Linked DNA regions of Ovis aries: all the other regions are linked to region 3. Evidence: chromatin contacts called from public Hi-C data. All regions are on one chromosome and are shown on one strand. The core of a region is the stretch at or near the end of the contact, and the rest is flanking DNA. Distances in the headings are between cores, read along the strand shown. Region 1 holds the start of GEMIN2 (gem nuclear organelle associated protein 2). Region 2 holds the start of PNN (pinin, desmosome associated protein). Region 3 holds the start of FBXO33 (F-box protein 33). Region 4 holds the start of SEC23A (SEC23 homolog A, COPII coat complex component).

Region 1 (6,823 bases), core at 4,303-6,802, 180 kb after region 3:
TTTGGCCTAAGCTATATTCTGCTAAGTCTCTATACTAAATCTCGCTCCAAAACTATGACCTGTTTTTTGTTTGTTTAGTCACAGTATCACTTACTTGTACATAATCGATTCCAGGACTTTCACTTGCGGCTGGTCCAATAGCCCCTTCAGCACATAACCTTTCACCTAGACAAAATTTTTTCCAGCCTTCTTCATCTTCACATTTTGGCTAAAAGAAAAAAAAAAAAGAATTTACTTATGTATTTTCTTTAATACTGAACACTGAAAAAACAAGTGAGGATTCCTTCATATTCCCACCATCTCACACAAACATACAGTGCTTGTAATGGAGTGAACTGTGTCCCCTCAAAATTCCTATGCTGAGATCCTCACCTCCAGCATGTGCTGGTTAGGAGACTGAGTCTTTACAGCAATGATTAAGTTAAAATGAGGTGGGTAGAGTGGGTCCTAATCTAATCTGACTGACATTCTTGTGGGAAAGAGGAAATTCCGATAAAAAGACATTAGGGATGTGTACGCACACAGAAGGCCACGTGGGGACCCAGCTAGGTGGCCATCTGCAAGCCAGAGACAGTGGCCTTGAGAGAAACCTGCTGACACCTCGATCTTAGCCCTCTAACCCACAAAGCTGTGAGAATACCTTACTGTTTGGTAAGCCGCTCCATCTGTGGTGGTTTGTTACAGCAGTCCTAGCAAACCAGAACAGGACCCAGGTGGCCACACCATATGTGGGACATTTTCAGTCTGGATCATACTTTAATGAACACTGACAAGCAAGGAAGTGCTCAAAAGAGGGTGATAAAGACGTAAAATTGATATAAAAAAAAATACACTAAGAATGCTTACAAGAATGAAGCCTATTTATCCCAAGGAAGGAGACATAATTACATACTTCACATAAAAGGCTGTCCAATCAAAGAGGGAATAGATTTATTCTACATTGTCAGATGAAAAAAGCATGACCTTTCAGCTCAACCCTAACAGAACCTAAATTTTTTAAATTTATTTATAGTTGATTTATAATAGAGTTAGTTTCAGGTGTATAGCAAAATGATTCAGTTAACAGAACAATTTTTATTTGGGCACATCACCTCACAAATCATTCTACATACATATGCAGTTTTCCCCCCTGAGGAGAAAGAGCTTTCATTAGATCCTCAGAAGGAGAACAAAACCCCTAATAGGTAAAAGCCTACTGTCCTGGAACAATGTTTTCCCATTACTCCATTAGGTCAGAGACTGTTTCTGCTTCAGGTAGCACTGAAAATCCTAATTATTACATACGGTTGGTGTTTAACAAATGATTAGATCAATCAATCAATCAATGTTCATATTTACATAGTTGCCTTCAGAGGTTGCTTTAAAAATTCTTCATCTTATTATTTACATGTTTCACATCTGCCATGATGAATATATGTGTTACTGCTATGTAATATTCCATTGTTTTGACGGAGGATCTTCATTTATTAAATCAATCAATTATGCTGTCATTTCTCTTTTGACAAAATTATATCACCATCCTGTTACTGGTGCAGCTTCTTTTTGAATTATATAGGTACCCAAAAGTCCTTACCTTGAGCAAGGAAAAAAATGTATCTACCTACCTACCGTCCTCTCCTTCTTCTTACCAGGAGACCTCACCGTACAGTGAAAGGCTTTCGAATCAGACAAAGTTTGGTCTCTATATCAGCTATACTTTTTATGAGTTAAATGATCTTGGGCAAGTGATGTTAGTGTCTTTCACACTTTTCCTAGAGCAGAGCATCCAACAAGTATACAGAAGCATATAGAGAGGTTACACTGAATCTCTCAGATTTCAGCTGGTAGTCTTAGGCCATGAGAACAGCTTCCTCCATTTATCCCAAAGTGACACCATTTAAAACACGTTAGGAAGCACTGCCTAGAAGAAGCTTCTAAAATCTGAAATCTGTGGGGAATTCCCTGGTGGGCCAACGGTTAGGACTCCATGCTTACACTACATGGGTTTGATCCCTGGTGAGGGAACCAAGATCCCACGGGGAGCACAGCATGGCCAAAAGAACCCCCTGAAATCTATGAACCACCTGAAACAATGAGCAAAATTGTATGAATAGGTGTGTTTTCCCCTCTCTGAAAATAAACAGCTTTCATTTGATTCTCCAGAATATGAGACTCCATAAGAGGTTAAAGAGGTTCCCTGGTTGCTCAGCAGTAAAGAATCGGCCTGCCAATGCAGGAGTCTTGGCTTCAATCCCTGGGTTGGAAAGATCCCCTGGAGAAGGAAATGGCAACCCACTCCAGTATTCTTCCCTGGGAAATCCCATGGACAGAGGAGTCTGGTGGGCTACAGGCCATAGGGTTGCAAAGAGTCAGACACAATTGAGTGACAAACACTTTCACTTTTTCAATGGAGATACAGACATAGGATACAGACTTGTGGACACAGTGTGAGAAGCAGAAGGTGGGAAGAATTGGGAGAGCAGCATGGAACATATAAATTACTATGTAAAATAGACAGCCAGTAGAAATTTGCTGGATGAGACAAGAAACTCAAATCAGGTGCTCTGTGACAACCTAAAGGGGTTGGATGGGGTGGGAGGTGCGAATGAGGTTCAAGAGGGAGAGGACATATGTAAACCATTCATGTTGATGTAGGACAGAGACCAACACAATACTGTAAAACAGTTATCTTCCAATTACAAATTTTAAAAAATTAGTCTAAGCTGATAAAACATCAAATGGTACTTTCCAGTAAGCATGACAAACTTTACTAAAAAGTCAATCATTGGTATTGGCACCATTACCTCATCAAGAAAATCCAAGGAGCCTTTATTCAATCTTTTTGTAAATACTGAAAACGTATTTACTTTCTTGAAAACCAAATGTCTAGAAGAACCTTTACAGACTTGTAGAGACTGATCCAAAGTCTCTCAAGATGTGGATTAAGGGTGTCATAAACATAACTTGCATTACTTATTCTACCCTTTTCAGGCGAAAAGACAATGGAACTGTTACTATTAATAGTAGATGGGAGAGAATGAAAATAATATGGATTAAACAAGAGAATCTTTAAGAACTGGAAGTAAATACGGACTATTTCAAATAGCTATAATAGTTACAATCAATAGTTATAATAGTTACGATCTAAAGAGAGAAACTTACATACCATGGTCACGTTACTATCCAGCTGTTGTGATTTCCAGTGACTTCTATGTCTGTTCACACTCTAAAGGAAGAGAAATCAGACAAATGATCATAGAATGGATAACTCAAAAGAAATCAATTGCTGCACAACATTCTAACAATCTTAAAGCCTGGAAAATGTTTCAAATTGTATTATGTCAAGTGATTATAATAATAATAATTTGGTAATTGATTCATGAATATTCTTATCGTTACATATTTAGCAGCCCCAATTTTTCCAACTACAGTCTAAAAACAGAAATAAATCTGACGGAAGGCTTTAATTTGATTAAATGATTAAAGTACAGCTACCTGCCGAACAGTTGAAAATTGTGCCACTTGTTGCTGTTGCCACTGCAGAGTGGGGGAGTATCCTTCTGGGGCAGGCTGGCATCCTGAAAGCTAGAGATCAGTTCATAAATTTTAGAATCAATGTTAAGTGTTACCACTAGACTCTCAAGCCTCTGCAAAGTAAAAGCAGAATCAAGAGGAAAAATGAGTAATAAAGCTAGTAAGACTACACAAGAAAGGAAGTACTTTTTGCAGATGTAAAAAAGGATGCAATTCATTTATGTCTGAGTTTAAAACATCAAGAAAAGATCCTTATACAGTTGCTTTAGTAAAAGCAATCTGGAACAGTTTATAGTTGGAGTTTCTACAAAATCCAAGTATGAGACCTGAAGATATAACCCAGGACTACCTTTCTATAATAGCAAAACTATTTGAAGCAAAAAGACATAATGCAAATAAAACATTCTGGTATGAGCAGAATGCAAATAATTAAAAGCATTTGACTTTACAAGGGCTACTTCTGTTTCTTAAAACAGCACATAGGTCACAACTGATCACATATTGCCTTGAAATAAAACTCAGTATGGTAACATTTCAAAAGTGAGGTATACAAGATACCATCTGTCATCAACTAAAAATTTCTGTAAAGGAATTATATGAAACATTACAGTGTCTGAGTTAAAATCTCCTGATAATAAACATCAGATAAACAAATTACTTAGAACACAAAAGGAAAAGGAACTGTGGTAATTTAAAAACTGCTGCTCTCCTTCCACCATAGGTTAAACAGCATCAAGTGGACTTTCTGTGGCTACTCCATCCAGACTAGTTCTCCCTGTTACTTACTGGTCATTATATGTTAACTTTCTTCACAGCAATAGACATAATATATAACGGTTTGTTTTTTTAATGTCTTCCTCAGGAGAAAGAGCAAATTCTACAAGGGTAGGGACTTTCTGTCTCATCCTCTGTTGTACTCCCAGTGCCTGGCACATAAGTTGCTTAGTTAAAAAATGTGCTGGATAAATAAATGAATGAAAAGGTTCACAGTGGGCAAGTAGGTAGAAAAGTGTGATACTTGGGTTTCTATTTTTAAAAAACAAAACCTAGTTAAATTCAAAACATACAAACTACTCTAAGATTAAATGCCAGCCCAATAATAATTGTGAACTGGTAAAAGGTACCTTAAAAATAAAGGCTAGCATAAATAACCTATTTAAAGACTCCATGAAGATCGGGTCATGCTCCTAAAGTGTTACGAGCTCCAGGAATGTCAGGGTTACTAAAAGTCTCTCTGCAGGTAGTAAACGCCAGCTGTCCTTTTGGGGGAAAAAGTACAAGCAACTGTCTAACTGAACATACAGTAATAAAATCTTACATTTTAACTGATCCTGTCCGATAGTTTCTGACACTATACGGTTGAGCCTCCGTCTTTTAATTTGCGGGGAGGAAAAAAAAAAAAATCCCCTGATGCGTAATAACACTCACAGAAATATTCACACTTTGCTTCCTTTTCAACTTCTTTGGGTCAATTTGAGCTACCACAACATCTGGACATTGAGCTGCTTCGATCCTACAAACAAGTGATAAATGCAAAAAAACGTGATTACTATTGTTCATGTGTAGTATAACAAGCGATCCAACTTCTACAGTTCAATATAAAATTACAAACTTCAGAATTGCAATGGAAGCTCTAAACAATAAATTTCTTAAATTATCTGGACTGAAAGCAATCTAAGAGCATGTATCTTGTCACCAGTAATCAGGTTTAATAAAATGAAGTTCACAGAAACTCGCTCACACAAAGATGTAATCAAGGGATTTTGTTCTGACCGAGTATGGGGACGGAACAGAAGTGGGGCTTTATCGCACTTTGGGGTCGAGCGGGGTACGGGCGATGTGTCCAAGGGCGTAAGGACAACCGGCCCACCCGCACAGGGTCCAACACTCACTGGACCCGCCTCAGGTATTCCTGGGGAGTCCTCGGAGGTACGCTGGGATCGAAACTTTCCGTCAAGTCGCAGGGCTCCACCGGCAAAAGCCGTGGCATCAACTCCTCCACCGCAGACTCCGCAGGTACCCACGCCATAGTTTTCAATGAAGAGCGTCCCACCCAGCGCATGCGCCAGAGCTGGGGTCACAGCGCAGGCGCACGTAGAGGCGCGTTAGGCGCGGAGTTGAGCAAGAGGCCGGCCTTAGGGGGCGTAACTGCGCATGAGCAAACGTGAAGCTTGTCCCAGAGTTTAAGGGTCCGGTGCTGTAGTGAAGACTGCGAACTTAGTTCCTTGTAGAAGTGGTTCTGAAGTTTTTCTGGGTTTTATTCTTATACCTTTCTAAGACTGAGGGTTATTAACTTTTATGCATCATTAGTATTGAGGGAACTGTAAGTACTTTTTAAGTTAATGAGCAGTTACTGTAACGATCATTTCTTGAGCTTTAAATTCACATCACCTGCATTTCCTCATTTAATTTTTAGTCTTTTAAAGTAAGTGGTATTATGCAAAGTTTGTGGGGACGGAAATCGACTGAAAGAGGGGTTAAGGACAATTGTAACTTTCTTCTAAGGAAGACCTATTGGAAAAGACCCTGCCCCTGGGAAGGATTGATAGCAGGAGGAGACGGGAAGGACAGATGATGAGATCCTTGGATGGCATCACCAACCCCAGGGACATGAGTTTCAGCAAACTCTGGGCGATGGTGAAGGATAGGGAAGCCTGGCGTGTTTCAGTCTATGGGATCGCAGAGTCAGACACCACTGAACAAGAACAACAAAAGAGAAGAGCCGATTCCAACACAGATTTATCTGATGCCAAATGAATGTAAAATTAGTTTCCCAGAGGAATTTCTTCTACTTGGCTGTGCCAAAGATCAGTTTATATTTATCCAAAATTATCTAGTAATAATAGAGTTCAGTTCAGTCGCTCAGTCGTGTCCGACTCTTTGCGACCCCATGAATCGCAGCATGCGAGGCCTCCCTGTCCATCACCAACTCCCAGAGTTCACTCAGACTCACGTCCATCGAGTCAGTGATGCCATCCAGCCATCTCATCCTCTGTCGTCCCCTTCTCCTCCTGCCCCCAATCCCTCCCAGCATCAGAGTCTTTTCCAATGAGTCAACTCTTCGCACGAGGTGGCCAAAATACTGGAGCTTCAGCTTTAGCATCATTCCTTCCAAAGAAATCCCAGGGCTGATCTCCTTCAGAATGGACTGATTGGATCTCCTTGCAGTCCAAGGGACTCTCAAGAGTCTTCTCCAACATCACAGTTCAAAAGCATCAATTCTTTGGCGCTCAGCCTTCTTCACAGTCCAACTCTCACATCCATACATGACCACAGGAAAAACCATAGCCTTGACTAGATGGACCTTAGT
Region 2 (7,068 bases), core at 856-3,355, 150 kb after region 3:
CCCAACCAGGGAGAAGGCAATGGCAGCCCACTCCAGGACTCTTGCCTGGAAAATCCCATGGGCGGAGGAGCCTGGTAGGCTGCAGTCTATGGGGTCGCTAAGAATTAAACACAACTAAGCGGCTTCATTTTCACTTTTGCATTGGAGAAGGAAATGGCAACCCACTCCAGTGTTCCTGCCTGGAGAATCTCAGAGACAGGGGAACCTGATGGGCTGCCGCAGTCGTGTCTGCACAGAGTCAGACACGACTGAAGTGACTTAGCAGCAGCAGCAGCTCTCAACCCAGTTAAGCTTTTGTAGTATAAGACAGGAAAGTAACACAGACAGACAATCTCCTCCATCTTATCTTTCTCCTGACCTTTACTGTGCTTTCTTTTTTTAGTTCTACCAGTTTACTGCTACCAACCCATCTCCCTCCAATCTCTATCATGCATGCGTGCTCAGTCATATAACCCCGTGGACTGCAGCCTGCCAGGCTCCTCTGTCCATGGACTTTTCCAGGCAAAAATATTGGAGTGGGTTGCCATTTCCTTCTCCATGTGCTAAGATTTCTGTTACTGCCATGAAGAACTGAGTTTTGAGGGATACTGGCTATCTCAGTTCAGTCAAATACCAAGTGAAAAGACTCAGAGTAAGTGATATACTACTCAATCCTAATACAACTCAATTCAACAATATTAAATATTTACATTCTACCTCATAAAATAAAGTATGCTTTCAGAATCTTGTCCTCCAACATACCTACTGACTGCCCCTTCAAGGTCTCTCTGTTTGGCTGGGGGTCCTCCTCCACTATCTGAGAATCCACGCCTGCAATAAAAATGTCCAACATAAAGCATATGAAAATTAAGAAAAATGGTTATTTCTATTTAAGAAGATAATTTAGTTGCTGTTATTAAAAACTCCTCTTCCAAATAAAGTAACCTCAAATGGACATTTACTTCAAGATGGATGTTCTTATAGCATTTCTTTTAGATCTATGAGAATATATTAAGTTTGCACATAACTGATATAGTTACCGTATTCTTCAATCTCTAGCTGTATGTAAATTAACCATACAGAGAACTACAGCTAATCACAGCTTCAAATCAAACTTTTCTTAACACTGGCTCTAGCAAGAAATTTGTTTAAACCGATTCATTAATTTAGTACAGTACCAATAGATTAAATTTTAAGGAAATCTTACCTCAGCAATAAACTACCACGTCCTCTACCTCCACCAGGACCAGAAAGGGCGAGCAATCTGGCTTGGATGGGCCTACAAAATAATTTACAAATCAGTTCAACAATCGTTTCTAACAGCACCAAACACTTCAACGGGTGCAGTTCACCATCAAGAGAAAATAAACAGAAAAGTTTCAAGATGACGGTTTCAAACCCGAAACACGGCAATAAGCACTTTACTAACTTCCTCGTTTTCCCAAGACCAGTTTCACAAAATTGTATTTATCTTAACACCACTACACGTTAACAGGCCTGAGTCAGGTTCAAATTTCACCAACCCAAAGAAAGTTGCACGTGGGCAAGAGCCGGAGGGTGAGGCAGCGGACCGCGTCCCCGGAAGGTCCCAGGGCCAGCCCTGAATCGGGTGGCCCGCGAAGGAGGAAGGCTTTGTGCTGCAGTTCCGGGCCTGCGGGGCCGAGGGCGGGAATCGGCAGTCCCGGCCTTCCCACAGGACCGGAGACCATCCCGGCGCACCCAGGCTCCGCTCTCCTTCCTCACGCACCCAAGACCCAGGACTTAACGCTGAAGGCCTTGGAAATTCCCACCTCACCGAGGACAGGGTCCCACGGCTGCCCGCGAACAGGCCTCGATGTTCCAGTCTTCTCAGGGCTGACCGCCCTCCCCGCCCCCAATTCACCCCGGCTTCACGGCCGCCTCTGGTAGCCAGCATTTCCCATCCACTCCTTACCTCACGTCATTCGGATCCCGCCCGGTGAGCTTGCGAATATTCTCATCCACATTCTTTAGGCTCTCTTTGGCCTTTTCTAGCTGCTCCTGCAAAGTTCTCACTGCGACCGCCATCTTCTCCCTGCAGCAGGCTTCGAGACTGCTCTATAGGCCGCGCCTGCCTGTGTCGCGCCGCAAGACGCCAGAAGACTGACAGCTGGGTTCGGCCAATGGCAAAAGGAGTTGTATTTCGGCCTCAACCACTCAGCAACCGGAAGGGGGAGAAACTGCCGGCCTTTGTGACTCTGGGCCAATGAAAAGTGAGGCAGGGGTCTCCTCCTTCCCCAATTAGCTGCGGGTGGCTGGGCTCCGCTTCTAGCGCAGAGCTGGGGCGGGTTTGAGTACCTGGGTCCTCGGAGACGTGGGTTCGCGGCCCAGCTCTTCTGGTGAGGAGAGCGGGGTCTTCCTGGCCCTTTTAACCTGTAGAGAACGTGCCTCTTATGATTTTACCACCTGATACCCTCAGAGTAGGGTTCAAGCGAGTCTATTTCCTCGTCTTCCCCCCAGTAAATGATTTGATTAGGAAAGGGTGCGGCCATTCCGTTGGTGCGCATGCTCAGAGAGGCGGTGGGAGGGGCGCAGACTTCTCTTGATTAGGTTAAACCTTAAAAGAGCGGAGGGAAGAGAGTGAAAGAAAAGTCATTCCTCCTAATAGCTAACAGTTATTTTGTACTCTGTGAAACACTTTACATACATTATCCCCTGCCGGGGGCAGCGTGAGGAATTCCGCCCATGGCAAAGGTCATGAGGAAGGAGGCTTGGCATACGCAAAGGCGTGATCAAGCCTCAGGAAACCCCCTGTTCCCGAGCATCTAACCCCAAAACCAGAGTCGGTTTTATGCTCTCACCTACACCTCTGACTTTACGGGGGGCTCTCCCCCATAACCGTTTCTCTCTGAGAAGGAGTAAACGTGCAGCTCCAAAGCAATAAAAATTCCTGGGCGTGACAAGAGTGTTTCAGCTTACGGACTCCTCTGAAGGTTATCTAGCCCACCTGTATAGGTTCGTCTGGCCACATGTGATTGTCTACAGCCTCCTAACCTGAGAGGCATGAGATGTTTTAGACTTACTAAAGGCAAATCTTTTGGGGAGTTAGAAATTATTAGTATAGTTGGTTAGGAATTATATTGGTGAAGGGTTTTTCATTTGTTGTGTCAATAATTGCTACTAATTCCCTGCTCTGGGTGGGACAGGGATGTCTCAGGTCAAACCTCTCTGCTGACAGACTAGCTTGTGTGACAGGATTATCCTTACTGCTGCCACTAGGCACATGATTGTTTACTACCTCTCAACCATAAACAGCACAGAGTTTTGGAGTATTTTGAGAGTCTTAATTAGCATAGGACTTTTTCTTCTTGTTGAGTCAATGATTGCCACCAGGCCTCCATATCCTTAGGCACTTGGGAATATATTAATCAATGTATTTGGAGTATAGCAAAGGAAATATAGTAGTTTTTGATGTTAGCAATACTAGACTTTTTGAGTTAATGGATGTTCTCTTTTGTAATAGATCACTGTACTTTGTTATATATCACTGTGTCCTTGCTGTGTAAGAATGTAACTTTATCATATCTTAAGACTAAATAGATCTTAAGGGGAGCATTGGTGAAAGGATTTTCATTTGTTGGGCTGATGTTTGCTGCTAAATCTCCATGTTCCCTACCCTTATAATGGATATAACTAGCATATAGGAAGAAATAAGTATTAACCTTTAAGATTAATCATGTTAACCTTGGGTTGAATAAATTCCTTTCTTGATTGTAACTCACTACACCCTCACCCTATAGGAATGTAACTTTATTTGGAGGGTGGTGCCTGGTTTAAGAAAAAACACCCTTGGAAGAAATAAGTTTTTTTGGTTATCAGAAAGAAAGGATCATAAAATGTAAGCAGGTCTCACTCATGGCCAGAAGATGATGTAATATCCCCAAGACCTTTTTTTTATACATTTATGTGAAGCACCTGATTTTGACAAAGGTCAGGACTGCTGACCCCGTGTGACTCTGTATTCATCCCTATGTGTAACAAAAGGTATATAAGCAAACCCAAAAATAAAGAAATCGGATCAGTTTCCGGAAAGACTGATTCCCCCATGTCGCTTCTTTCTTACTCCCGTTTTTTTGGCTGAATTCCCATCTGGAGCATGGATGCTATTCCACGTAATCCAAGTTATTCAGCCTCTTTTTCTCCACTAATCTTCCTATTACACTATCCATTTCTAATCTCTCTATATCTGTGATTAAATATGTATTTTTCCAAAGACGCCGACTCCGTCCCCCCACCTTCGAATCACCCTGGATCCACCGGGGCTGGACCCCGGCAATCCCCCACAAGCCAAAGGCTTGAATAAGCTTGTTATTCAGGCTTCTTATTACTGATAGGAAATTGAGTCTGGAGATAATGTAACTGTCCTAAATCACGCCGGTCCAGAATCATTCTATGATCAGACCAGTGACAGACTGAACTACAAAAATAATGATCAGATCATGTGCAGGGCTATACTAAAAAAAAAAAAAAAAAGCGACGATAACGGGTATTAGCCTCTACAGCTAGGCTGCAGCTGGTTGGTTTAAAATGGGTTCTGAGGAACAATGTTAGGGATAATATTTGTGTTCTCATCCTTCACTCGTTAGCCAGGCATCCTTGGACTAAGCTTAGCAGGCCAGCAGTATAATCCGAGTTACTATTAGATTCATATAACAATCCTTAAAATTCTTGATCTGTTAACTTGGACTCTGCAAAAATCCTGGAACCAGATAGCTGTGGTTTCTGCTTCCACGAAGTTTGTACGCTTCTCAGGAAGCAAAGATGCTTCCTGTACTTATGCATTCGACAGATATTTATGAAATGCCTACTATGTGCCATGCACTTGGATAGTCAGTGTACAATACAGATATCTGCCCACAAGGAGTTTGGCAATGGGAAAAATGAGGAGACAGATAAAAGCATAAGTAAATTATAAAACGTGGTAGAAATGGGTTAAGTGCTATACAAAAAAAGAAAACGTAAAGCTGGGTAAAAAGGATGTGTGTGTGTGCTCAGTCATGCCTTTGCAACTCTATGGCCTATAGCCTCAGGCCCCTCTGTCCATGGGAATCTCCAGGCAAGAATACTGGAGTGGATTGCTGGTCCCTCCTCCAGGGAGTCTTCCTGATCCAGGGATCTCCTGCAGGAGGATCTCCTGGCAGGCAGGTTCTTTACCATTAGCACCACCTGGGAAGCCAAGAAGGATGAGTCTTGATAAATAACTAAATGATTCTGGGACTTCTTTGGTGGTGCAGTGGTTAAGACTCCTAAACTTCCACTGCAGGGGGCTCGGGTTTGATCCCTGGTTGGAAAACTAAACTGCTTGCAGCTGTGGTATGGAAAAAAAAAAAATTACATGGTTCTGATTGTGAGCAATCACTGCAGATGGTGACTGCAGCCATGAAACTAAGACTCCTTGGAAGAAAAGTTATGACCAACCTAGACAGCATATTAAAAAGCAGAGACACTACTATCCCAACAAAGGTCCATCTAGTGAAAGCTACGGTTTTTCCAGTAGTCATGTATGGATGTGAGAGTTGGACTATAAAGAAAGCTGAGCCTCAAAGAATTGATGCTTTTGAACTGTGGTGTTGGAGAAGACTCTTGAGAGTCTCTTGGACTGCAAGGAGATCCAACTAGTCCATCCTAAAGGAAATCAGTCCTGAATATTCATTGGAAGGACTGATGCTGAAACTCCAATACTATGGCCACCTGATGTAAAGAACTGACTCATTTGCAAAGACCCTGATGCTGGGAAAGATTGAAGACAGAAGAGATGGTTGGATGGCTTCACCAACTCAATGAACATGAGTTTGAGTGAACTCCTTGAGTTGGTGATGGACAGGGAGGCCTGGCATGCTGCAGTCCATGGGGTCACAAAGAGTCGAACACGACTGAGCGACTGAACTGAACTGATTGTGAGCATGCTTAGTCTCATTGATCCTTATCACAATACTGTGTAGTAGGTGGTACTTGGAACGTTAGTGTGGTAATAGTGCCACGAAGTGTAACAGTGTTTCCATGGGAAGATGCTTTTAGAGTCAGCCAAAAAGGTAGGATCTAGTCCTACTTCTTTAGAATCTATTACTATCATCCTGGGGAAATTGAAGTCTCATTTACGGGGGTTAATCAGTAGAATGCCCCGTCCAACATTTAGTAATGCTCAATAAGTATTAGTTTCCCCTCTAGTCTCCAAAGGATCCGAAGACACCGATATTGTGGTTTGAGAAACTGACCTTAGTAAGACATCAATTTTTTGCCTAATCTTTGACCTTGCTGGTGGTGATGAGGGAGAATACAATTGGACATAAAGGACCTGATTTTACAAACGGGAAATTTTAGTGCTGGAAAAATCAAGATTAAGATTACAAAATACTCTTCAAAATTAGTCCTTTTTGAAAGGGTTTGTTGAAACATATGCTTGTTTTTGTGGTGGTTGAAAAAACTGAAACGTTAGAAGGGACATGTTTAAAAACAAACCCACCTCAATTCCAATTATGGTACATGGTCTTAAATTTTATGAAAGGATATGAAGAGTTGAAAGGTTAACAATTTGAGAAACTCAGCATTAGTTTTGAGGGAAGCAATGAATTCATTGGGCAAAAAATCTTCTCTGTAAGTTACTAAGAAAAGAACTAATCATAGGCGCAGCAACACGTTTAAGCCAAAGTTTGCCAAATTTGAAATGTGCATATGATCTAACATTTGTATTTGCACGTGTGCAGCAGTTGTCCCACATCCACCATAGATTCTTATATGAACTCCATCCCACAGTGACGTCGCATTTCTGAAGTCTTTTATTTGCATTTTCTGATTAAAATTTCCCTGTTCTTTTGTTACTCCATCCACCCTGTCCCTTACTCCCAGTAAACTTCCTGGCAGCCAAAGTGGCTCTAAATCTTATACCTAGGCTTATCCAAAATGGATTGGGATAATTTCTCAATATACCTAAAATTTATCAGTTTAGTTCACTCCTCAGTCGTGTCCGACTCTGCGACCCCATGCACTGCAGCACGTCAGGCTTCCCTGTCCATCACCAACCTAAAATTTATAGCCTGAAAACTTACGATTTATTCACTCCTTACAACTTTT
Region 3 (6,278 bases), core at 1,925-4,424:
AACCTAAATGTTCACCAGAGAATTCCCTGGCGGTCCAGTGGTTAGGATTTGGTGCTTTCACTACCAGTGCTGGGATTCAATCCCTTATCACGGAACTAAGAGTGGCCATAAATAAACAAATAATGTTAATCAACTGGTAAATGAGTAAACCATAAATAAATGAAATTCTATTCAGCAATAATAAAAGGAATTAATGACACAAGATCAAAAACATTATGCTAAGTCAAAGAAGACAGACATAAGAGATCATACACTGTATGAGTCCATTCATATCAAATGTTCAGAAGAGTCAAATTACAGAAACGGAAAGTACATTCATGGTTGCCTGGAGATAGAAGTGGGGATTAGCTGTAAATGGGCATGTGGAATCTTATTAAAGAGATGAAAATGTTCTAAAACCGATTTATAGTCTTGGTTGTACCACTTGATAAAATAAATTATTAAGGTGTATGAATTGAATTATATATGAAATTCATGAATTATAGATGAAAAATATATCTCAATAAAATAGGATGTTTTCTTTTTTAAAGTCAGAGAACATTAGAGCTGCAGGGAACCTGCCAGAACTTATACAAATGAAGAAAGTGAGGCCCCAAAGGGTTAAACACTTGTTTAAATGTTACCCAGCTAGATCCTGACAAAAGTAAAAAAGATCAAAATCCAGCCTCAGCCTCCTACAAAAAATAAAATGCCATGGAACTGTTTAAAATTACAGTAATAGTTGCATAGATTTCTTTGTGAGGAGTTCTAGAAGTATCAAAATTTGAGAACCTAAAAGAATGTTTAAAACATAAAAATCCTAAGAATGTGATGTTCAGAAAAAATTTTAAAAAGCTAGAAAAACTCATTTGTCATTCTTTGAAGCTATATAACTTTCAAAATTGGTAATAAAAGAAAAAGAACTAAGCATTTTTTCTGACTTTCCAATAAAAGCTGTATTTCAGGGTAATGAAATGCTGCCAGTTTATGACAGAAAGCTTCTCCAATAGAGAGGAAGAATGCAAAATAATAAATGTGGATGGAATGAAAAAATTACAAATTATCATTTTGAAGTCCATAATAAAATTATGATTCAGGCAAGAATTATCAATTATTATTAAGGCCTTTAAGTGAATGGTTGAAAGGAAAGTTGGACATTTACAGAAAACATCACACCTCACAGATTACTTTGTTTTACGGAGACGTCACCAACCTAATCAAGCCGTTAGCATTAAATATCCAGGTTTATTAGAACTTCAGGTACTAGAGTAATAAGCTAAACACCAAGAGAAAGTAGTCAAACAATTACAGAAAGGAAGATATTCTCCAGGACAATATGCCTCCTCTTAGCTAATCAGAGAAATTTTAAAAAAAAAGTAGGGGTCACTAGTCTAGATTGAGATTTTGAAATATCAACAAAAACAAGTGTGGTCCTTAACTGGATCCTGGTTTGGACAAGATGGCTATAAAGAATATTTGGGAGATAACTAGATAAACTTGAAGATAACAGAAGTTATCTTAAGTGTGATAACACTATTTTTGTTATATAGTATTGTTTCCAGAAGTACATACTGAAGTACTTACAAGTGGGAGATTCAGATACCCATGGTCCACTTCAAAATATTTCAATGAATTTAAAAAATAAAAAATTCAAGTCCAAGTCTCAACTTCCTAATTCATTGCTGTTTCCATTACTGCTCATTAATTCATTCATAAAATCATTATAAGAATTACATAGAAAAATATCTTGCAGACAAGAGGTTCAGAGACGTGCTCTACCACGAAGGAAAGCATTTTTTTGTTGTTGGTTTTTATTTGTTTTTACTGCTACCAAAAGTAAAACACATAACTCAGAGGTAACAACTCAGTATCACAGGCAACAAGACACCAAAAGGCATCAAAGCATCACGAATGGAGAATTTTGCCCTCAAAGAGCTAAAAACATTTTGTAGAACAGTTTCGTGAAGTTAATTACAAGAAAACTAGGCTGTTTCAAGATCATAGTTAAGGCTCTGAAGCGGCAGCCTCACTAATGCAATCTTCAATTGTTACATAAAATTACCTATTCCCTTCTGACTTCACTACCCTGTACAACCAGTTTACTACTTTCCAAGATGTGGTGAAGTTAACGGACACTCTTTCGAAAATCCCTCTCTCAAGCGAGGGCAGCCAAGCTAAAGAAAACCTTCACCATAACAACCAGCTTCTTTACACCTAGGGCTTCAAAACAGCGAACGCGGAGCCTCCCTCGAAGCCCAGAGAAGACGCCGATTATCGACTAGCAGATCTAACTCATTTGCCTTGTTTTCTCCTCTCTCTCTAAATCCAAAGGGTGGCGCTGTCCTCATTCCTTCCCCACACACCAGGTGAGCGCGCAGGTCCACTTCGAGGTCCGACCGAGGGGTGGCGGTGTCCACTGACGACTTCGGTCCGGCCTCTCCGCCGCCCCGGCCCGCGCGGCTCCTCTCCCTACCCAGCCCCTCCGTGTGAGCCCGCGAAAGCGCCCGCTCCCCTCCTCAGGGGCTCTCTCTCAGAAACTCTCCGCAACACTCGGGGCAGGCGGGACGGCTAGGAAGGACACAAGCCAGCACTCTGGCTCTGAGCCCTCAGCCCAGAAACACAGAAGCGTATAATGAAAAGCGTCGCGACCTCTCGCACCAACGCGAGTTAACGCCACTTCGACCGCCAGAGCCCCCAAGTTAACCGATTTGCAGACTTGACTGGACTGAGTGGTCTCTGAGAGACGGGAGAGGGCGCCCATCTGCCGGGATCACCAGCGCTTCCCGCCCCGCCCCACCGGCCTACGTGCGTCAGGAATCACGTGCCTCGTCTCCCTTTCCTACCGGCAAGCCGGCGCTCCCTTCCGGAAGTCGCGCCCAGTCACGCCCAGTCTCCTCCCACCGCCGGTGACGTCAAACTCAGCTCCTACCACTGCTGTGCCTCCGCCTCCAGGCGCGGGGAGGGCTCCCGGTTCCTTAAAATAAATCCTGCCGCTTCCGGGCTCATAACCAGTACAAGGGAGGGTTTTTAAGTTGAGGAGGGCGCAGGCCTCGGACGCGCGTGAGTAAAGTTTGACAGGCCAGAGGCTGGCTATCTGGAGGCCACCCCCGCATAGGCCTTTCCCCCTCTCCGCAACTTGTGCCGCACTTGGTTCCGCCGAGACCCACGACGGTTCCGCCCCCTTCTTCCTTGTCATTGATGTTGTTGTTCTTGTCAGTGCCGCAGCCCCGACCACCGGGAGCCCGAACCCGAGCCGGGGCCGCCCGGGTGGCGCGGTGGCGGCGGCTGCGGCTGCAGCAGCTGCGACGGCTGCGGGGGCTGCTCCGGGGACTGCGGGGGCGGCCGGGGACCGGCAGCCGGCGGCGGGGCCGAATGGCTCTGTGCGGGCAGGCGGCAGGCGCCGCGTCGCTGCCTAGCGAGCTGATCGTGCACATCTTCTCCTTCCTGTCCGCGTCTGACCGGCTCCGGGCCTCGGCCTCCTGCTCGCACTGGCGCGAGTGCCTCTTCTATCCGGCTCTCTGGCCCCAGCTCCGCATCTGCCTCCGCGTCTCGCCCGCGGAGCAGCCACGGCTCGAATTCCTCATGCGCAAGTGCGGCTGGTTCGTGCGAGAGCTGCGTGTTGAATTCGCCGCGGAGAACTACCTGAGCGGCGGCGGCGGCCCGGGCGATGGAGGCAGCGCGGACGCCGGGACTGGCGGGGAAGAAGTCGAAGCCCTGCAGCTCTCAACCCGTTGGCTGGAAGTGCTGCGCACCTACTTAGAGCTGGTCCTGTGCGTGCTAGTCAGCATCCGGAACAACAGGTAGGCTCTTCGCAACCCCTCCATTCCTCCTCCTCCCCACCCCCACCCCCGCCTCCACTTCCCGAGGCTCAGGGTCGTCTCCTTCCTCTCACCTCGAAATAGATTCAGTGTGGAAACGCCCCGCCCGCTTCAGCGTTGCTTTTTTCAGTGACTAGGGGTGTCAGTTCTAATCCGGAGATTTCCTTGAGGCGGGAGGACATAACAGGACTCATCCTAATACTTTATAAACAGTGATGGGCTTGGTGTTTATCAGACAGCACTCCTGGCGCCTTCCAGGCACTGTCTCATTCATCCTTGAACGGCAGCAGTGGGATGGAGTTGACAGGCGCGGTCATTCATTTTACAGATGAGAGCTGAAGCTTGGAGGGTGAGGCCTGAGAATGAGTCTGGGGAGAAACAAAACTAATTTGTGTTTTTGTTGTTATTGTTTTATTCTGAACCTATCCGATCAAAATAGTTCGTGGTGGCGGAGGGAGTAGGTATGCCACAGGTTTCGCATGGGTTCGAGACTCTCCCAGCAAAAAAAGAAATCTTTGACAGCCATTTTCTTACCGGGAATGGTTTTAACTAGGCCAGGCACAAAGAGTAGGAGGAATTTTTTTTTTTTTTTTAAGGGATCAGGGTACTGCCGGATCATCAGGATTAGAAGGTCCCTCCCTTTTGCACCTCCAGACTCAACTTGTCCCCAGTGATTCACCTAAAAGTAGCACCGTACAGCTTGGTGTTTGCGTGTGTTGGGGGAACTGGCCAGTGTCTGCAAAGAGTAAGCCCAAACTGTCCTGATTTTGCATCAAGACTTTGCTGTAAATCTGGGTCTAACTTCCTGTGTTCTGGCCCGTCGTCCTCATCAGTCTTTTCCATTATTTATCTATCGCCCTCTCCAGGATCCTATTAAGGTAGATTTTCTCTATCTGGACATTCTAACTAAGCTTAAAATTAAACTGTGAGGTAGAGGAAAGTTCATAAGTTCAAAAAAGGAACAACTTAGGTAGCAGTAATAGTTTAGCAGTTTGCAAGTAGTTTCACATTCAGGATCTTATTTGATCCTTTCAGCCGAACCTGTGAGTTAGGACAGCTGCTATTATCCCTGCTTTATAGAAAGGAAACTGAAACATAACAGGGTCAGATAATTTGCACATTATTTCATACAGCATTGTTTTTCTCTGACAGCAGTGTACTTCGTTTTGCTGTAAATACATTTCGTTGAACAGGATGGAGTGAAGGTCCTGGTTATGCTAAGTGAGATGGATATATCTGTATTCCTAATTCTCTGAATCACAAGGGTGGAAAATAAGCATTAGCTGCAAGTTGTATCTGGAGCATGGCTGCATCATCCCAGTATGCTGTGTATTTTCCTAGCTTTTCACACCAAGCCATTTTATTTCCTCACTTTGCTTTTATGTGGCAAAAGAGGCCGTTTAAGGCCATAAGTTGGTCTTGATCATGTTGGAGACTTTCTGTCAGAGTTGGATGTGTGGCTGGAGGCCCAGCTGACCCAGAGATTAGAGTCAGTAGTGAGCACTTACTACTGATGATTCAATGGAGGGTAGAAGTGGGGTGGCTTCTTTATAGAAAGGAAACTGAAACTAACAGGGTCAAGTAATTTGCCAGTATCAGTTAGATTTTTCTTGAGATTAGATAGCAGTTCTGAGCAGTCATTTAAAAATGCATGTCTTTTGTCCAAGTAAGAACCCACTTTACAAAGTTTTTATCTAGTTCCTTTTAACTGATTGGTTGGTTGGACAGGTAAAGGCAAAATAGTAATATATCACATCTTCCCTTTGTTGTTTAATTTTTTTCCGGCTCCCTTCCTCACCCCTATCAATTTTTATTTTTTTAGCTGTGTGTGTTGAGGTAAAGTAAACAAATAAAAGTGAACCTACCTCTTCTTTAGCATCTCAATCTACTTGTCTATAAGACTGCTCTCTAAATAATCTTTATATATTTGGAAAGAAAGTCTCAGCTTTATTTTTGAAAATATTTTGAGATACTCTACTAATATGGGAAGTACTAATAAGGATGTTAAAAATTTAAGTGAAACTAATTTTCTTCAGAGAAATTTGAAAATGTTTTAAACCAAGATGTTTATTTGATAACTCTGATAAAGCCTATTCTTGTTTCCTTCATAATCACTTAAACATCAAACTCAGGCTCAATGAAGAATGACTCAAATGCTTTAGTGTTTAGTGTTCTTTGATTTTCTAAAACCATAAAATTCAATAATTAATGAGAAAAATCAATATTTGACATTGTTCTTTCCATTTCCAAGGTAAATGTTACAATGCTTTTGCCTTATGATTTCTACCATTTTTTAGGTAGAAGAAGAGGATGTGAACTTACCAAGTCACAAACTTTATGCTTCCTCCTTTATGTTGAACTTCATACAATTCAAACTTTTATTTTGCTGTGTTTCAGTTATTTTCTTGTCTCTGAGTTAAAGAACTAAAACCATAACCTTGAATTGTGGGAACTTTTCAAGGGTACTGTTCTGAGATAATA
Region 4 (6,838 bases), core at 176-2,675, 200 kb after region 3:
CCACAGTTCAAAAGCATCAGTTCTTTGACACTCAGCTTTCTTTATAGTTCAACTCTCACACCCATACATGACTACTGGAAAAACCATAGTTTTGACTAGATGGATCTTTGTTGGCAAAGTAATGTCTCTGCTTTTTGATACGCTGTCTAGGTTGGTCATAACTTTCCTGCCAAGGAGTAAGCATCTTTTAATTTCATGGCTGCAGTCATCATCTGCAGTGATTTTGGAGCCCCCCAAAATAAAGTCAGCCACTGTTTCCACTGTTTCCCCATCTATTTGCCATGAAGTTATGGGACCAGATGCCATGATCTTAGTTTTCTGAATGTTGTTTTCCCTTACCTCACAATAACCTTTGATGGTCACACTGCCTGCCCCACTTTGTTGTAAACTTGTATATAGCATGACTCCCCCTCTTGCCTCCTTGGAGCAATTTTCTCAGGTCTAGTGAGATGCTGCTTCTGGGCTCAAAGTCCTTAACATTCCCACCAAATAAAATACCTCTCTACTTTAAAGTTGTGACTATATTATTTTTTTAGTCAACAAACTCCTCACTGAAGGGTGGGGTTGCCTCAGGCCATCAAACTCGTGTCTTTCCAGCCAGTTTCTGTCTTTCCCGCCAGTTTCTGTCTTTCCCATTTTGCTCAATTCCTTTCTTGAAAAGAGAAGCAGAAAACACATCAGGATGAATCAACCAAAGATTGTAGAGGGTGTGTATGTGTGTGTTGGTGTGTGTTTAGGGGGGAGAGGTGGCAGAGGCAGTGTAGGAGGGTAGGTAAACTGACTGGGAATACATCAATAGTGTATAAATAGTATGTAAGTTCTTCCAGATCGAATATTTGGCCTTTTTTGCCTACGCGGTATCATAGCATCGCTACTGTGCCTAGCACAAAGCAGACGAATGTTCAGTAAATGTTTGTTGCCCTAAGTGAAAGAACGAACTTCTCACTTTGCTTTTTCAGGGGAGATGCGGCTTGTTCTTGGAATCAACCGGGGCCCTAGAGGAGCGGATGTCCTAGGGAACACCTCCGTTTCTCTCAGCGAGGTGAGGAGTCTGGCGACAGAAGGTCGTACATCGTGGAGGCCCACGGGGACTGGGATCCGCCGTGACTCCCGGGAGAGGAGACCGCATCGCCACGACGCACCCCACCGTCGCGTTTTAGTTCCACCGGGTTTCGGCGCCTCCCCCGGGTATCCGCATCAAGTTTGTCACTGTCGCCCCGCCCCTCCAGCTCCGTCTCCGCCTCTCTCCCCTCCCCTCTCTCCTCCCCTTCTCCAACCTCCGGGCTCCGCCGCGGTCCCGCTCCCTCCCCTGCGGTTCTGCGGCTCGCTCGCCCCGCCCCCAGGATGGCCCCGCCCCATCCCCGCCCCTCCCCTCCCGCCCCGCCCCTCCCCCTCCCTTTGACGTGGCAGAGGCGGCACCAGCCATGTTGGTCCAGCAGAATTCTGTGCGCAGGCCGGGGGCGGGGCTGCGCGGTCCGGGATTGCGGTGCCACGGCCGCTCCCGCTCGGCGGAGGGCACGGATTTGTCAGGTAGAGGCTGCGACAGGCGCGGATCTCGTACGTGGTGGCACTGTGGTAAGGATCGATTTCGGGGCCGCGAGCGCTCGCTGGGAAGCGGGGGAAGGTCGGCGGCGGGTCCGCGGGCCGGGGTCTCGAGGGTGGTGCCCACTCTGCCCTCTGGGTGCCCCGGGCTAGGTAGCGGTGCCCTGGGGCTGCGACCCGGCCCGTCGGGGGCTGCCTTGAGCCCTGAACTTGTCACCTTCTCACCTACCACCTCTGCTTAGTTCTGTAAGGGCCTGGGAACCCGGCTCCCTCACCCACCTCCCCCGGATCACAAATGAGAGTCGAGTGAAAAACAGCAGTTAGGGCATCTCTCGCAGCACCCAACCCTCCGCTCATGGCCGATCTGCCTTCCCCACCGCACCCCACCCCACCCCATCGCCGCTTCTGGGTACTTTGGCTTCTTGGTTCATTCCTTGTCTCTTCAGAAGAGCTCTAGACTTTGACCCGAGGTGACTTGACACTCGTAGTTTGGCCTTCGGAGTTAAAGGGGATAAGGAGAAAAGTGCCAGGTAGAGCTCACACCTTGGGCCTTGATTACAAATAGACTTAAGTTTTCAGATTGGACCCATCTTCCGTACTTCCATTTGGCCCTAAATGTTTTCCCGTTTTGGTGGGAAGGGAAAAGTCATAGTAAATCCTCTTGTAATCACTGGAGTGAGTATGTTGAATCCCGGAGCTTCCTCAAGGTCCACCCCTCAAAGGAGTGGATAACTAGCCAAGTGAACTTGGTTAAAAGAAGTTTAAGATTTAATTATAGATTTATGTTAAGTCTTCCTTTTCTGCCTTCTCCAGTAGTCTTAACTGACATCACTTTGGAAGTTCAGTCATTTTTAATTGGCTCAGAATTTTAGATTTGGAAGGGGCCTTGTAGTTTTCCAACCCAAACCCCTCATTTTACTGATGAGAATTTGAGGATCAGAGAGGTTAAGCTATTTGTGCAGTATAATAAATCTAGTCGTGGGAAGTAGTTGAAGACACTTCATTGAGGATTTTAGGACAGAAAAGTGGGAAAGCCACATTTAATTGTCTGTTAACAGATATATCTGATTGGAAGGAACTCAAATTTTACTTGCAATTTACAATGTGTTTCACTTAGCTATCTATAAAATGGCTAATGGGCATATATCTTATGTGCTAGGTTAAAGTGACTTAATGTTTCTTTACTTTTAGTTATACCATAAGAAAGTACATTCCCAATGATTGTAAGTTGTGCTGAAAAGGAGCCATTTCTTTAGAATGGTCTTTTATGTTTTGTACCACTTAATAAAATGTAATGACTAGTATGTTGTCTGCATCCTAGTTTAGTGTTTGAATCAAAATTTTTTAGTTTTATGCTTTTATGCAGACAGTGTGAGGGGAGAGAATGCTTTTCAAATAATGCCATTTCATAAAGAGCTGGTTTGCAAAAGGACTTTGTTTCAGATATGCTGTTGTTGAATATGGGACCAAGCCTGGCAGGATTTGTTTCAGAGTGAGTGATTTTAAGATTAATTTCTTCCTTGGAAAGGTGAGGGAATTTGGGGAGGTGTTTTGCATGTCTCTGTAATCGGACCAGTTAAGATGAACAATGTGGGACATTTTTCAGACTGCCATTGAAAAGTGATAATGTAAGAAATAAATAGATGTGATTTAGAGAACAAATATGATCTTAGAGCAGAGCGATTGAGGAGACAAACAGTGAGGAAGAGGAGGGGAATTGTACTTAAATATCAATCAGGTGATACTAAGTATGTCTCAATAAAAAGTAAGGATGTCAAGTTACAATCCAGGCTTGTTGCCTCTTGTAGAAACTTAAACCTGGCCATTGCCTGTGTGTAGATGTCTTCATGATAAGTTTCATAGAGCCTTTCTCTACCAGCTTCCGTGCTTTTAAATTAAGCCCTAGAGTCCTAAAGAAGTGATTCTCAGGGCCTCTTTATATTCTTAAACATTATTGAGGATCCAGAAGGAAAGAAAAGAAAAGGAAAAAAAACCCAAAAAAGTCCCTCAGTCATGTCCTACTCTTTGCGACTCCATGGACTATACAGTACATGGAATTCTCCAGGCCAGAATACTGAAGTGGGTAGCCTTTCCCTTCTCCAGGGGATCTTCCCAACCCAGGGATTGAACCCAGGTCTCCTGCTTTGCAGGAGGATTCTTTACCAGCTGAGTCAGGCTTAATAGAAGACAGGTGGATTTTTGGATCTACTTGCTGTCTGTTTTGATATGTCGTCTGGTTGAATAGTATGAAGGAAATCTGGCCTCACGTAAACATGTAGCTGGAAAGCTCTTATTGTTTCCTATGCTAAAACTAAGGTTGGCATCTTCTAACTCCCCCCTGATTATCCTTGACCTTTGTTTTATCATTATCTTTCAACAGCCATTTTTTCTCGAATGCTTCTGTTTTTCTCAAAGCCATCTCCTATATTTAGCTTTAAAATAATCTTTTCTAAACAAATCTAGTTATCTTAGGATTTCTCTCTACCCTTTGTCAATCTTTGAAAAATCCATGATTGCTTTTGCTTAGTATAAAATTCCCTAGTTGTCTCTGAAATTCTGATAGGAGGAAACACAGTGTCTAATTGTTATTTTCTTTTTATATTTTCAATTAGGATATAATTGACTAATAACATTCTTATTTCTTTTAAAGAAGGGAAAGTTCTTAGCTGTTTAAGATACTTAGGTTTGTTAAGCATCAGTTTCTGTAATTTGTATTATCAAAATATATTTGAGCATTTTTCTGAAAACTGTTATATCTAATAATACCTTTTCTTCCCTCACGTATATTTTAGAATCAGTTCCTCATCCCATCATTGTTCTTAGCAACTTCAGCATCCGTGCTGGCTCTGTGGCTACCCTACCTTGATAATTCTTCGATTCTTGATGCCATTCATCCCTCTCACAAATCTTCTAGCCAGCCAGATAGTACTTGAGATTCTATCTTCTTAGACCTTTAAATTTTATAATTTCCCTCCATCACTAACCACTGCTGCAGTTTGAGAGCATGAGAGAGACCTGTTGCCTAGGTAGGAGAGCTGGCATCCTAGTCAAACAGTTAGAGAATAACAAGATGAAGATGTCTTTTGATACTAGGCCCTAACCAAAATGGCATCTCCCTCTTCTGGTAGTGAGTTTAAATGATTATATTGAAATTATATATCTCAAATTAGAGTTTAAAATGCTCTCATAAGTTGGAATGTTAGAAGTATTCTGAATTGTTTCTGCAAAAGAAGTAAGTGATGTATACATCACATGGAACACACTTATCATGCGTTTATTTCTTGTTCCTCAAATGGCCTGTATTAGTATGATAAAAAATGGCCTGTCTAAAATAGGAGTACCTCGTTTTAGAAAAATCTTTCTGTTGTGTACTCTTAAGCATTATCTTTAGCAAGTTTAATGGAAGCTTACTACCTTCTGGGTAGAAAAGCATGTGAATTTTAGAATTTAATGTTTTTGACAATCTGTTTATTAGAACGATGTAACTCACAAGGTTGATATAGAAAACGTAGGACCTGGATTTTCCCCATTTTTGACCTAAATCAATAGGACATCAATTTTATCATTTATTATTTTTTCTGTAGTTTTTTTCAAGAGTGAATGAAAAAAGGAAAGAATACTTCTTTTGGGGCCTAATGAGCTTTGGGTTCTGTAGAGCCATTCATTATTTTGTTATAACTGAGGTCATTGTTCACTTGGTAATTTTTTTCTGAGATAATTATTTTCTTTCATTTATGATTTCTAATGGATGAGTGTCAGTGGAACTGGGAAAAACATACTTACTTTGAATTTTCTTAATAGGATTTAAAACTATCTTTTAATTTTGTTACAGAAATAAGAATCAAGCTCTACCATGACAACCTATCTGGAATTCATCCAGCAAAATGAAGAGCGAGATGGAGTCCGATTTAGTTGGAACGTCTGGCCGTCGAGTCGATTGGAAGCTACAAGAATGGTCGTTCCAGTAGCAGCCTTATTTACACCACTGAGGGAGAGACCAGATCTGCCGCCCATTCAATATGAACCTGTTCTCTGTAGTAGGACCACTTGCCGTGCCGTTTTGAATCCTTTATGGTAATTAAAGTATATGGAAAACACTAAAGTGTCCTTATGATTTTAAAAATGTAGTTTCTTACTTGTTCATTTATATAAAATGTTTTTGTTTATAGTTGTTTTTTCAAATTAAAGTAGAACCAAAGAGCTACAAAATTTTAGACACATGCAGGTTGTAATGAGTTAAAAAGAAACCAAATACAGAATTGTCAGTATGTAAACTGTTAGATTCTATCAGTATTCTCTAGATACTGATGCTGGCTATCACCTCATTTTGTGTCATTTGTAAAGTCATAATGGAGTGGTATGGTGTTTCAAAAATGTTGTGATTTCTTGTTATATAAGCCAGACTCTGAAGAATCACCTTTTATTCCTCTTTCTACTCCCTCTCTTTCCACTCAATCCACTGGCAAATCTGGTGGATTCTGTCTCAAGAACATTACTGATCCTGTCTCTTATTCTCATTCTCTGCTAGTACATGGTGCTTCAAAAGATGGTAATCTTTTCTTGGGTGGTTTCATTATCCTCCTAACTGATCTTCCTGTTTCCATTCTTGCCTTTTATCAGTCTCTTCTCCACCCAGAAGAGTGGAGAATTACACTTATAATGAAAAATCCAAACCCCTTATCAAGACCTGTAAAGCTCTATATAATCTAGCCTGTGTATATTTCTGCCTTCATCTGTATCATCCATGTTCTTCATTTTCGCCTACATTATACCTTATCTTCTTTCTATTCTTGGATATACTTATTTCTACCACAGACTTTGTGCAATAGCTGCTATACATGCTGCCTGGATTGCTTTGCCCCCAGATTTTCCTGTAACTGGTTTCTTTTAATTTCAGTTACATTTTAGTTGTTTCTTAATTAAGGCTTTCCTTTAAAGTTGCCCTCCCAAATACTTTCTCATGTCTTGTGTTGTTATCTTTAGTTTTTATTATCACAATCTAAAAGTATCGTCTGCATTTATGCATTTATTGTTTATTGTTTTTCATTTCTAGAATATAAGCTTTATGATAGTAGGACGTTTGATCTCATTTACTTATCATCAGCACCTAGAATAATGGCATTCAATAACTATATATATTTGTATTGAATATGTGTTTTCTAGAGCTGAGTTTAGAAGTTACTGAGTCACTTGGAGAAAAAAATAGGATTATCTTAATTTATTGTTGGTATTTACTGAATATTAAAAGTTACAGTATATTCATTTTGGTGAACTTGTATGTGTTAAAAGTATGAAT

Evidence for each region. A called contact is a pair of places that touch in the nucleus more often than the background predicts.
Region 1: a Hi-C map of tail adipose tissue shows a contact between it and region 3, with 2.4 times the contacts expected there. The contact joins the promoter of GEMIN2 here to the promoter of FBXO33 in region 3. A contact is called at or near these places in 2 of 16 Hi-C or Micro-C datasets (skin fibroblasts and tail adipose tissue).
Region 2: a Hi-C map of tail adipose tissue shows a contact between it and region 3, with 2.7 times the contacts expected there. The contact joins the promoter of PNN here to the promoter of FBXO33 in region 3. A contact is called at or near these places in 3 of 16 Hi-C or Micro-C datasets (blood, skin fibroblasts and tail adipose tissue).
Region 4: a Hi-C map of liver shows a contact between it and region 3, with 6 times the contacts expected there. The contact joins the promoter of SEC23A here to the promoter of FBXO33 in region 3. A contact is called at or near these places in 7 of 16 Hi-C or Micro-C datasets (blood, liver, omental adipose tissue and 2 more).

The regions. Positions count from the first base shown.
Region 1 is chr18:46,860,903-46,867,725 of ARS-UI_Ramb_v3.0, reverse strand. It overlaps GEMIN2 (gem nuclear organelle associated protein 2), which reads right to left and starts at 5,552. Exons shown (of 10, transcript XM_004017907.6): 1 at 5,406-5,552; 2 at 4,942-5,026; 3 at 3,475-3,564; 4 at 3,146-3,205; 5 at 95-208. The coding sequence starts at 5,542.
Region 2 is chr18:46,893,623-46,900,690 of ARS-UI_Ramb_v3.0, reverse strand. It overlaps PNN (pinin, desmosome associated protein), which reads right to left and starts at 2,105. Exons shown (of 9, transcript XM_004017911.6): 1 at 1,913-2,105; 2 at 1,187-1,258; 3 at 742-810. The coding sequence starts at 2,025.
Region 3 is chr18:47,043,281-47,049,558 of ARS-UI_Ramb_v3.0, reverse strand. It overlaps FBXO33 (F-box protein 33), which reads left to right and starts at 3,174. Exons shown (of 4, transcript XM_015102015.3): 1 at 3,174-3,779. The coding sequence starts at 3,178. It overlaps LOC105603195 (a long non-coding RNA gene), which reads right to left and starts at 2,863. Exons shown (of 5, transcript XR_009597254.1): 1 at 2,343-2,863.
Region 4 is chr18:46,838,676-46,845,513 of ARS-UI_Ramb_v3.0, reverse strand. SEC23A (SEC23 homolog A, COPII coat complex component) reads left to right here and starts at 1,425. Exons shown (of 20, transcript XM_004017906.5): 1 at 1,425-1,575; 2 at 5,375-5,616. The coding sequence starts at 5,396.